Regions from separate parts of the Sus scrofa genome. Here region 1 is linked to region 2. The links are chromatin contacts, called in public promoter capture Hi-C maps. All regions are on one chromosome and are shown on one strand. The core of a region is the stretch at or near the end of the contact, and the rest is flanking DNA. Distances in the headings are between cores, read along the strand shown.

Region 1 (5,544 bases), core at 1,804-4,303, 240 kb after region 2:
AAGGAAGGAAGGAAGGAAGGAAGAAAGAAAGAAAGAAGAAAGAAAAAGGAAAGAAAGAAAGAAAGAAGAAAGAAGAAGAATGAAAGAAGAAAAAAGAAAGAAAGAAAGAAAGAAAGAAAGAAAGAAAGAAAGTGTGAGCATTTTTCATGTGCCTGTTGGCCATCTGATGTCTTTTGGAGAAATGTTATTTTGGTCTTCTGCCATTTTCCATGGGTTGTTCGTTTTTTGTCGTTGAGTTGAATGAGTGTCGTAATTTTGAGATTAAGTTTTGTTGGTTGCATCATGTGCAAAGATATTCTCCCATTCTGTGGGCTGTCTTTCTTTTTTTTTTTTTGGCTTTGTCTTTTAGGGCCGCACCTGCAGCATATGGAGGTTCCCAGGCTAGGGGTCTAGTCGAGCTGTAGCCATCGGCCTACACCAGAGCCACAGCAATGCCAGATCTGAGCCACATCTGTGACCTACACCACAGCTCACGGCAACACCAGATCCTTAACCCACTGAGCAAGCCAGGATCGAACCTGCAACTCATGGTTCCTTGTCAGATTCGTTAACCACTGAGCCACGATGGGAACTCCTTCTTTCATTTTTTTATGGTTTCCTTTATGGAGGTACCTCAGAAAACTAAATAGAACTACCAGAATTGCCGTGAGCTGTGGTGCAGGTCTCAGACATGGCTCGGATCTGGCATTGCTATGGCTGTGGCATAGGCCGGCAGCAACAGCTCTGATTAGACCCCTAGCCTGGGAACCTCCATATGCAGCGGTGTGGCCTAAAGGACAAAAGACAAAAAAAAAAAAAAAAAAAAAAAAAAAAAAACGGCCACATGATCCAGCAATCCCACTCCTGGGTATATCCAAACAAAATTTCATTGAGAAAGATACATGCGCCCCTATATTCACTGCAACACTATTCAAAAAGTCAAGACATGAAACAACCCAGAATGCCACTAACAGATGAATGATTAAGAAGACGTGTACATATATACAACAAAATACTATTCACCATAAAAAGGACAAAATAATGCCATTTGCAGCAACATGAATAGAATAGAGATTCTCATACTAATGAAGTAAGCCAGAAAGAGAAAGACAAATACCAATGATATCACCTATATGTGGAGTCAAAATATGACGCAAATGATCTATCTACAAAACAGAAACCTATCATGGACCATGGGGGCAGAATTATGTGCCAGGGAAGAGGGAGAGACAGGATAGATGGGAGTTGGGTAGCAGATGCTGACTGCTACATTGAATGAGGTGAGGTCCTGTACAGCACGGAATTGTGCCCAGTCTCTTGGGCTAGAACATAATCGAAAATGAAAAAAAAAAAGGCACTGTCCCAATGTGTGCATATGCAGTTGGTCACTTACTATACAGCAGAAATTGAAGGAACATTGCAAATCAACTATAATTCAAAAAAAATTTAATTACGTCTTTAAGGATGAGTAGAAGTTAGGCAAATGAAAGAAAGGAAATTTTAGAGCAAAAGCCTAGAAGTGAGAGAATTTGGCACTTTATATGCAAATAATTTATCCTACAGAGTGAAACGCATAATGGGAAATGGCAAGTGATAAGGACAGAAAAGTTACTTGGGACCAAACAATGATAACTACAACACTTACTGGGCACTTACTCTCTTACTCACTGTACTAAGACTCAATATATACTGTTAACCCACAACAACCCTAATAATACTATTATTATACAATTTAAGATAAGAAACTAAGGCACAGAGAATTAAATCACTTGCCAAAGAAACACAGCTCATTGAGAGGAATTTCAACTACAGGCAATCTGGCTACAGAACCAACTCACAAGTGACCTTTACATGTTTCCTGGGCTTTATCCTGAAGACACTGAATCTTTTTTTCTTTTGTGGCTGCCCTGCGACATATGGAGTGTCCAGCCAGGATCAGATCCTAGTTGCAACGCAGCCTATGCCACACTGTGCAATGCCAAAGCTCAACACACTGCGCTAGGTGGGGGGGGGACCTTTGTCCCTGCGCTCCAGAGATGACACACATACTGTTGCGCCACAGCAGGGAACGCCAACAACGGATTTTTAAAAAGAAACTGAAATAAACAAAGAGATACAACTACAATACCAAATGCCGGCAAGGATATGGAGCAGCAGGAACTCTCATTCGTTGGTGATGGGAAGCCAAATGGTACAGACACGTGGGAGACAGTTTTGACAGTGTCTTACCAAAATCCCCTCTTAACGTATTATCCAGCAAACTGTTCTCCTTAGATTTAATGAGTTAAAAACTTAAGTCATAGAGAACAAACTTATGGTTGCCAAGGGCTGGGAGTGTGGGATTAGCAAATGCACACCACTATATATATCGGATGGATAAACAAGGTCCTACTGTATAGCACAGGGAGCTATAGTCCATATCCGATGATAAATCATAATGGAAAAGAACATGGAAAAGAATACATATATATATACGTGTGTCACTTTGCTGTACAGCAGAAATAACACAACATTGTAAAGCAAGCATACTTCAACAAAAAAAAAATTTTTTAAACTTATTCACACAAAAACCTGCCCACAGATGTTTACAGCAGCTTTATTATAACTGGCAAATCTGGAAGCAACCAAGATGTCTTTACCAGGTGAAAGGATAAATAAACAGAGGTACAACCAGATAACAGAAGGTTATCAGCACTAAAAAGATATGAGCTATCAAACCATGGAAAGACATGGAGGAATTTAAATGTATATTACTAAGTAAGAAGCCAATCTGAAAAGACTATGTATACTGTATGATTCCAACTATAAGACATTCTAGAAAAGGCAAAACTCTGGAGACAGTAAAAAAGATCAATAGTTGTCAGGGATAAAGGGAGGAGGATGAAGAGGCAGAGCACAGAGGACTTTCAGGGCAGTGAAACTACTCTTTAAGATGCGGAATACAGGTCATCATATATTTGCCCAATCAGAGAATAAAAACACCAAGAGTGAGCACTAATAGAAACTTTGGCTTTGAGTAATACTGATGTGTCAATACGGGTTCATCGATTTAACAACTGTGCCACTCCGATGCTGATTATTGACAGCGGGCAAGGCTGTACACATGTGGGGGCAGGGAGCATGTAGGAACTCTGTACTTTCTGTACTTTCTGCTCAATTTTGCAACCTGAAACCGCTTTGAAAAATAGAGCCCTATTTTTAAAAGACAAAGACGGGGTTGAGAAGGCTTACACATTAGATCGTTCTAAATGCACTGTTGAGACTGAATGAAGGAGGTCCCATTTTGTCCAGTGGAAACAAGTCTGACTAGGAACCATGAGGTTGCGGGTTCGATCCCTGGCCTTACTCAGTGGGTTAAGGATCTGGCGTTGCCGTGAGCTGTGGTGTAAGCCGCAGACACGGCTGGGATCTGGTGTTGCTGTGGCTGTGGCCTAGGCTGGTGGCTACAGCCCGACTCAACCCCTAGCCTGGGAACCTCCATATGCTGTGGGTTCGGCCCTAAAAAGGCAAAGAGACAAAAAAGAGAAATTAAGGCCGAATCTCACAAACTTAACATGAACAAAAGAGCCGAAACTATTCTGTGCTATTAAAGGTCAGAAGCCAGGATAATGGTAACCCTTTGCAGCAAGAGTCAGTGGCTGCACAAGGGAAGAAGGGAATTTCTGAGGGTGGTAACATTCCATTTGTATTTGTTTCTTAGTTTTCATTTTTTTAATCAAAGAAATGCAAAAAATAAAATAAAAAATACCTACCACAAAGTTATAAAAAAATAGCAATCTTGAGCACAAATGAACCTATCTACAAAACAGAAACAGACTCACCAACACAGAGAAGACTTGTGGTTACCAGGGAGGAGAGGGGAGGCAATGGGATAGATGGGGAGTTTCGGGTTAGTAGAGGCAAACTATCGTATTTCGAATGGATAAACGACAAGGTCCCACTGTGTAGTACAGGGACTATATCCAATCTCCTGGGACAGACCATGATGGAAAATAATATTTGAAAAAGAATGTGTGTGTGTGTGTGTGTGTGTGTGTGGCTGAGTCACTTTGCTGAAGTTGGCACATTTTAATCAACTATACTTTAAAAAAAGTTATCTTGTTCCATTACCCTTCATCCACTAGCCTTACTTGCTCCCAAGACATGCATTTTCAATTCTTTTAGGTTTCTTTCTTTCTTTTTTTTTTTTTTTTTTTTTTTTTTTTTTTTTTTAGTCTTTTTAGGGCCACACCCAGGGCATATGGAGACTCCCAGGCTAGAGTCCAATCGGAGCTGTAGCTACCAGCCTATGCCACAACCACAGCAATGAGGGATCTGAGCCGATCTGTGACTACACCAAGCTACGGCAACGAGGATCTTAACCCACTGGCAAGACCAGGATGAACCTGCTCTCTGGATCTAGTCGGGTTGTTATGCTGAGCCAGGACGGGCTCCATTCTTTTAGATATTTTTTATAAATGTCATGTTCCTAAATAGTCTTATGCTATTATTTATTTTTTAAAATCAATTTAGCACAACTATAAATGTAATAATTCATTGAGTAATAAAAAATAAAATAAAAAATAAAATCAATTAAGAAATAATATCACAGTCTCCAATGGGGGCCAATGAGAAGCAGGTCTCTTGGGCACCGCACAGAGACTTCTACAGTTCCCTCATCCTCCTCACGTGGTGAATCAGTTTTTTATTAATTAGACTCAGTGCTCTCCTTATTAGTTTCTTTCTGTGGGCCACTACGATTTATCACACAATTTCATTTTGCTTTGTTTTTCCTGGAGTTAACTGCCCCATTTTTAAAGTTTTAACCTTTTTATCATAAATAACAGAGATATAGGAAACCACAACACACACACACACACCCCTATGAATTATTTTAAAGTAAACCTCTTGGAACCATTGACAAAGATTCTCTCCTTCACCAAATTCTAGCCAGGATCCTCTAAGCCTTCTTTCTACTCAGTCTCAGCCTGGGCCTATAAAGACCTGGGGGACCCTGGCCCAGTTAAAGTGGCCCGTCTTAGAAAACTCAAAGCCTAGCAAGAGAATTTCTTGCTTCTTTCGTCCAACACCTGAAGATAGAGCTGGTGTCCCAGCTTGGGAAAAATGCCAATCAGCAAATCCAGATGGGTTTCACGTGAACTAACCTCCCCCCTTCCCACTTTATGTAAGTTTTCACTGCCCTGACCCTCCATCTGGCCCTCTGCATCCATGGGTTCTGTGTCTGTAAATACAGAGGGTCGATGAAAAGGGCTGAGCATCCATGGATTTGGTATCTGAGAGAGATCCTGGATCAATCCCCCCAGTGACACCAAGGGACTACTGCACTGAGCCCTACTCACCACCCTCCTGATTCCCTTATTTTCCCTTTAAAATACCCAGTCACTCTGTATAAAGTTAGCTCAGTTCCCTCTGCCCTCCTCTTGCCCTTTCGCAATACCATACGACTGATTAAATCTCTCCTGACATTTACCTAATGTCCACGATCCTCCCCCTCCCCAGGTATATGACGTCCTTGGCCAGGGATCAAAGCCACGCTCAGCAGCCACCCGATGATTCGGGTGACAA
Region 2 (5,630 bases), core at 109-2,608:
TCGTTACTAATCTCCACTCATGGGCCGCCATTCTGCTGTGCTGATATAGGTCTATAAATATGCATGGATCCTGGTATAGTCTCCTGTTTCGTGTGTGCTTCTGTTTTCATTCATGTCCCTGGTATTGTGTTACATGTTCTGCCCTTTATGTTGTCACCCAGCTCTGTCTTTTATTTTTGTTGTTGTTGTTGTTTGGTTGGTTGGTTTGGTTTTTTAGGGCCACCCCTGTAGCATAGGGAAATTCCCAGGCTAGGGGTCCCATCGGAGCTGGAGCTGCCAGCCTGCACCACAGCCACAGCCACACAGGTTCTGAGCCACGCGTGTGACCTACGCCGATGCTCCCCGCAACGCTGGATCCTTAACCCACCGAGCAAGGCCAGGGATCGAACCCGCATCCTCGTGGATACTAGTTGGGTTCGTAACCCGCTGAGCCACAAGGGGAACGCCACCCAGCTCTGTTTTGAAGGGTCACCCTCTTGCTGTGGGTGTGTTTAGACCATTGCTTGTGTCCGCTCTCCGAATCTTAGAGCTGTCCTGGCCACAGCTTACGCACCCTTCCCTCTGGTGGTGAAAACCTTCACGCCCCCTCCTGTCAGCTACCACAGACACCAGCAAGATGCATGTTCTCCACCATGTCCCCTGAGGGGTACACCTGCCAGAGAATGTCTCTGGGCTAGCATCCAAGAGCAGGATTGCTGGGTCAAAGGGCACAGGCAAAGTGGAGATGCCAGTCCCGGGTTCAGAGCTGAAAAAACAACACTCAGCTCACACAAACAGAAATGGGGGATCTAAGATTCATTTCCAGGATTTCTGTCGCCAGATCCTGGGCTCGTTCCAAGGGGCCTCTATAAATAACCAGACCTGGTCCAATCAGCTCAACAAGTCGTTTCCCTGTTGTGTGGTTCGCAATAATAAACTCAGATAAACCGACTGGGTTGTCTAGACGTCTTGGCATTTGCGAGCGAGGGTGTCCTCCCCACGCTGGGTGCAAGGCTCTGAGACGGCGGCTTGAGGAACTCTGGCTTCTTTGAATGACTAACAATCCCTTGCCTGTTACAGCAAAAAGCAGTTAAAAGCACGTCCCACGTGTATCGTCTTACTTCTCATGACAACCCCGAGGTAGAACAATCAGCGTTTCCATTTTATGGCAAAGGCAACTGAGGTTCCCCGTCCAGTGGCTGTAAAGTGACCGGACTGAGAACCAGGCCCAGGCCTCTGAGCCCAAGGGGGGTCGTTTTCACCTCCCCAGAGCTGGTGGCCTAGGAAAACCAGCCGGCCTCCCACAGCCAGCCATTCGGATGAGATCATAAGAGCTCAAGACTTTGCAAATCCCTGTCTGCAAATATTTGGCCTTCAGCAGGGCCAGCTCCAGCCAGGAGAGACCTCAGCTTCCACCCCCAAGGGAGAGGGACATGGTGTCGGGGAGAGCTTCCCAGATGGGCCTTTCCCAAGTGCAGTGTTCCCTGCTGTGTCATCTGGTGGCAGCAAGGTGCTGGGACCTGTACCAACGGGACCATCTATCTGGCTTCCCTCTCCCACTTGCTGCTCAGACAGTAAGAATGGCCAGTGGTGGTGAAAGAGAAACAAAGGCTCTCTGCTTTTGAAGTCTCCCCTGACAAATACCTCTAGCTTATTTTATTCCATTCTATTCAGCTCATAAAGCTGTGCAACTTTGAAAAATGTCACTTCATTTGACACTGACGATCGACTCTGTGCCGGGCGGGGTGCTCGGCGCTGGAGTTTTAAAAGATGAAGCTCATGAGCCCTGGGATGCTGAGCAAGGGACTTAACCCCTCTGAGCCCATGGAGATCCCACGGAACCTGCCACACAGGGTGGTCACAGGGCAAGCACACGCTCAGCGCAGAGTAAACACTCGGCCAGTGGTAGGGTATTTGGAGGGATTACTCCATGGGATAAGTGAGGACCCTGTTAAATCTGAAATGGTAGAGACCCTGGAGAGGGAACAGTGGAGGCTACAGTAACTCTGCTGGGTCCAGAGATGATATTTAGCTGGGCTGACATGATACTGAGCTTGGGTTCAGTTCACTGGAGAGGAGGTACAAGGCAGCCAAGAGAAGAGCATATGTGAAAATATGATGTTCCAGCCCTCTGCAAAGTGCCTTTTTCACATGTGTATTTTCTTTCTGTAGTCTGTAAGGATCCTCCTTGGGGCACTGCCAACCCATGGTCACCTTTATCTGTCCCCAAGCCTATCTTCCCCCTAGACCCTGAGCTCCTGAGGCCTGGCATTGTGTAGTCACTCTTAGCACAGGATCAAATACAAGGTCAATCCTTGTTAGAGATTGTTAGATGAATGAAAAACACAGAGGCATAATAAAACATGGACTAGGAGTTCCCGCTGTAGTGCAACAGGATGGCTGTGTCTTGGAAGCACCAGGACACAGGTTTGATCCTGGCCCGGCACAGTGGATTAAAGATCCAGCATTGCTGCAACTGCAGCTTAAGGTCACAGCTGCTGCTCAGATCTGTCTGATCCCTGGCCCAGGAACTCCATATGCCATGGGGTTTCCAAAAAAGGGGAAAAAAATCATAGTCTATACTAGTAGTGAAAAGAGTTCTGCACATCTGGCTTGTGGAGCCAGTGCTGGGAATGGCAAGAGTCAAAGCTGGGAGTTAGCAAAAGTTAGGTGGTTGAGGTCCCTGTGTGATGGGCTGGGGATTTCTCTGGATGGCTCAGACTAAGGTGGTAGCAGTCAGAGAGATAAAATTCAGAAAGTGGAAAGAATCAGTCACAAGATGGATTAATGAGGTGGGGATGAGTGGAAGAAGTCAGGGATGATACTCTGATGCAACGTGAACTAACTTCCTGCTCTTGGATAATTTACCAAGAAGTAAATTATCTTCTTCTGCCAAGAAGTCACAAATAATCGATCAAACAGAGCCCCTGACATTGGCTCTGTGGTTGATCGGCTCCCATCTGGACTCCCTGGCATGGAAAGTACTTGAATTAGTGTTCTCCAGAGTAACAAGACCAATAGTGTGTGGACTGAGATAGAGATGGAGATGATAGAGATGGAGATAGATGGAGATGGAGTTAAAAATGATACAGATGGAGACGGAGACAGAATAGAGGTGACAGAAATAGATATGGAAATGGAGGCAGAGATAGAAGGATAGAGATAGAGGCATATTTTAAAGAATTGACAATTGAATCACATATTGCTTTGAGGGGCAAGCTCAAAATCTGCAAGGTAACCCATCAGGCTGGAGACCCAGGCAAGCATTATAGATCAAGTCCAAAGATCATCTGCTGACAGAATTCCTTTTTGCTCAGGGAAGGTCAGTCTTTGTTCTAGTCAGGCCTTCAACTTATTCGATGAAGCTCACTCACATTATAGAGAGCAGTCGGCTTTACTTGAAGTTCACCAAACTTAAATATTAATCTCATCCAAAAACACCCACACAGAAACGTTCAGAATAATGTTTGACCAAGTATTTAGGCACATGGACCAGTCAAATTGATGCATTAAATTAACCATCCTGGTAATTTAAGAATTCAGTCACATTCTGGTCATGGGGAAGTCCACCCACAGCACACCTTCTCTCTCTCTCTCTCTCTCTCTCTCTCTCTCTCTCCCTAATATCTTCACACTCCAGTGGGGTCACTTTGGGGAGAATTTCAGAGGACCATCTTCAGCCCTGTTTAGCTCACATAAACCATGCCCCCCCATTGCTCTCTTTTCACCTCAGTGGCCAGACGTAACTGAGAGGAAGCCATTCTGTATTCAAGTTCATGGATCCTTTCGTCTGCCTGCTCAAATATGCTTTTGACTCCTTCTAGTGAATTTTTCATTTCTGTTACTGTACTTTACAGCCCCAGAATTTCTTTTTTATTTCTTTTTAGGTTTTTTCTCTCTCTCTTTATTGATATTTCCATTTCATACATCAATTTCTTGACTTCTCCCCATCTCACTTTTGTTCTTTGAGGATCTTTAAGATGGTTTCTTTAAAGTCTTTGTCTAGTATATCCGTTATTAGGTTTTTTTCAGGAACAGTTTCTGTTCATTTTTTTCCACTTCGAATGGGCCATATTTTCCTGATCTTTGTATGCCTTGTGATCTTTGTGTTGTTGTTATTGAAAACTGGACATTTGAACCTAATAATGTAGCGACTCTGGAAATTAGATTCTCCCCCTTCCCAAGGGTTTGCTGTTTTTTGTTATTGTTTTGTTTACTGTTTTTTAAAACTGTTGTAGGTTGTCTTTGTGCTGAGGACCAGCCTGAGGTATGAATTTAAAGTCTTCTCAGATCTTTTCCAAACCTTCCTCTGGGCACACACACTTTTTAAATTTTCACTGCATGTGCAGTTGTTTTTGAAATTCCTCACGTTTAATGTCTGTCTCCCAAAGGTGAAAAAAGAAAAAGTCACATGGGAAAGGGCACTTGTCCTTTAAATCCTCTGGAAGTCACTTCAGCTGGATGGTAGGGGCTTTCAACAATTGGGGAGGTACAGCAACAGTGATGGCCCACCTCTTTGTCTGGGCCTCTGTGATCAAAAGCAGCAATCAGTGCTCAGTGCACAGATCCCTAGTGTTTGGAGGACAGGGTCTTTTTGCCCACTCCAGTTCCAGGAACACACCTACCATGTGGCTGGGATGGAGTTTGGGCTGCTGCCACTGTACAAAGAGCTGAAATTGACCAAAAATTAACAGAAATTTACCCTCCAAGCCTTCTCCTGTAAGTTGCAAGGCATGGACAGACTCTAGCCTACCAACTGGATACATCAGATAGAGTCTGCCAAAGCAATTGCTATCTAGGTGGGAAGACAGATTCCTGGTATTTCTTAGTCCACCACGTTCCCAGAGCCCCCTCTTGTGTTTAGTCTTAAAAGATTGTTTGGGGAGTTCCCATTGCGGTGCAGCAGAAATGAATCCAACTAGGAACCATGAGGTTGCAGGTTCAATCCTTGGCCTCACTCAGTGGGTTAAGGATCCCGTGTTGCCATGAACTGTGGTGTAGGTTAGCAGCTACAGCTCTGATTCAACCCCTAGCCTGGGAACCTCCATATGCCACAGGTGTGGCCCTAAAAAAAGGCAAAAAGACCAAAAACAAAAAAAGATGTCCCACTTCTAGTCAACTATTTCCACCCACCCCCCTTCCTGCTTTGCCAACAACCTCCAATGAGAGCATCCCTGAAGCCCTCAATTTTTTTTCACTCTGAGGCTTTCCTGCTCCCTGGCCTTTCTTGGTACAGCATCTCTCAGGAGCCTCTTCTGAGGCTTCTTCCTGCTGGCTTGCTCTCTTCTTCATCTCTGCTGCCTCCAACCTTTCTCCCCAGTAGCCACCCAACAGTCTATTTCTCCACCAACTAAACATCCAAGAGTATCAAGGAAGCCCATGGTGGGGGAGGGTATGAGAGCAGCTTGCATTCCATTTTATGAGCGATGAATAATAAGAAAATAAGCTCCTGGAGCTCCCACTGTGGCTCAGCAGAAATGAATCTGACTAGCGTCCATGAGGACATAGTTCGATCCCTGGCCTCCCTCAGTGGGTTAAGGATCTGGCATTGCTGTGAGCTGTGGTGTAGTTTGCAGATGTGGCTCTGGTCTGACAGCTGTGGTGTAGGTCAGTGGCTACAGCTCTGTTTCGACCCCTAGCCTGGGAGTCTC

Evidence for each region. Promoter capture Hi-C pulls out the DNA fragments that hold promoters and counts their contacts.
Region 1: a contact with region 2 is called in a promoter capture Hi-C map of liver, with 3 times the contacts expected there. The contact joins two enhancer-like sites. A contact is called at or near these places in 1 of 5 promoter capture datasets (liver) and 2 of 47 Hi-C or Micro-C datasets (embryonic fibroblasts and liver).

What each region holds. Positions count from the first base shown.
Region 1 is chr6:159,304,733-159,310,276 of Sscrofa11.1, forward strand. The region is part of intron 1 of SCP2 (sterol carrier protein 2); the gene reads right to left. Among named protein-coding and RNA genes, the nearest start is that of SCP2, 7.5 kb to the right of the region's middle. Within about 2 kb of position 3,054, at least 2 of the 83 cell types and tissues checked have an H3K27ac peak or open chromatin away from gene starts, as enhancers often do. A contact at or near this core is called in liver, where this site is marked.
Region 2 is chr6:159,069,028-159,074,657 of Sscrofa11.1, forward strand. No RefSeq gene overlaps it. Among named protein-coding and RNA genes, the nearest start is that of CPT2, 11 kb to the left of the region's middle. Within about 2 kb of position 1,359, at least 12 of the 83 cell types and tissues checked have an H3K27ac peak or open chromatin away from gene starts, as enhancers often do. A contact at or near this core is called in liver, where this site is marked.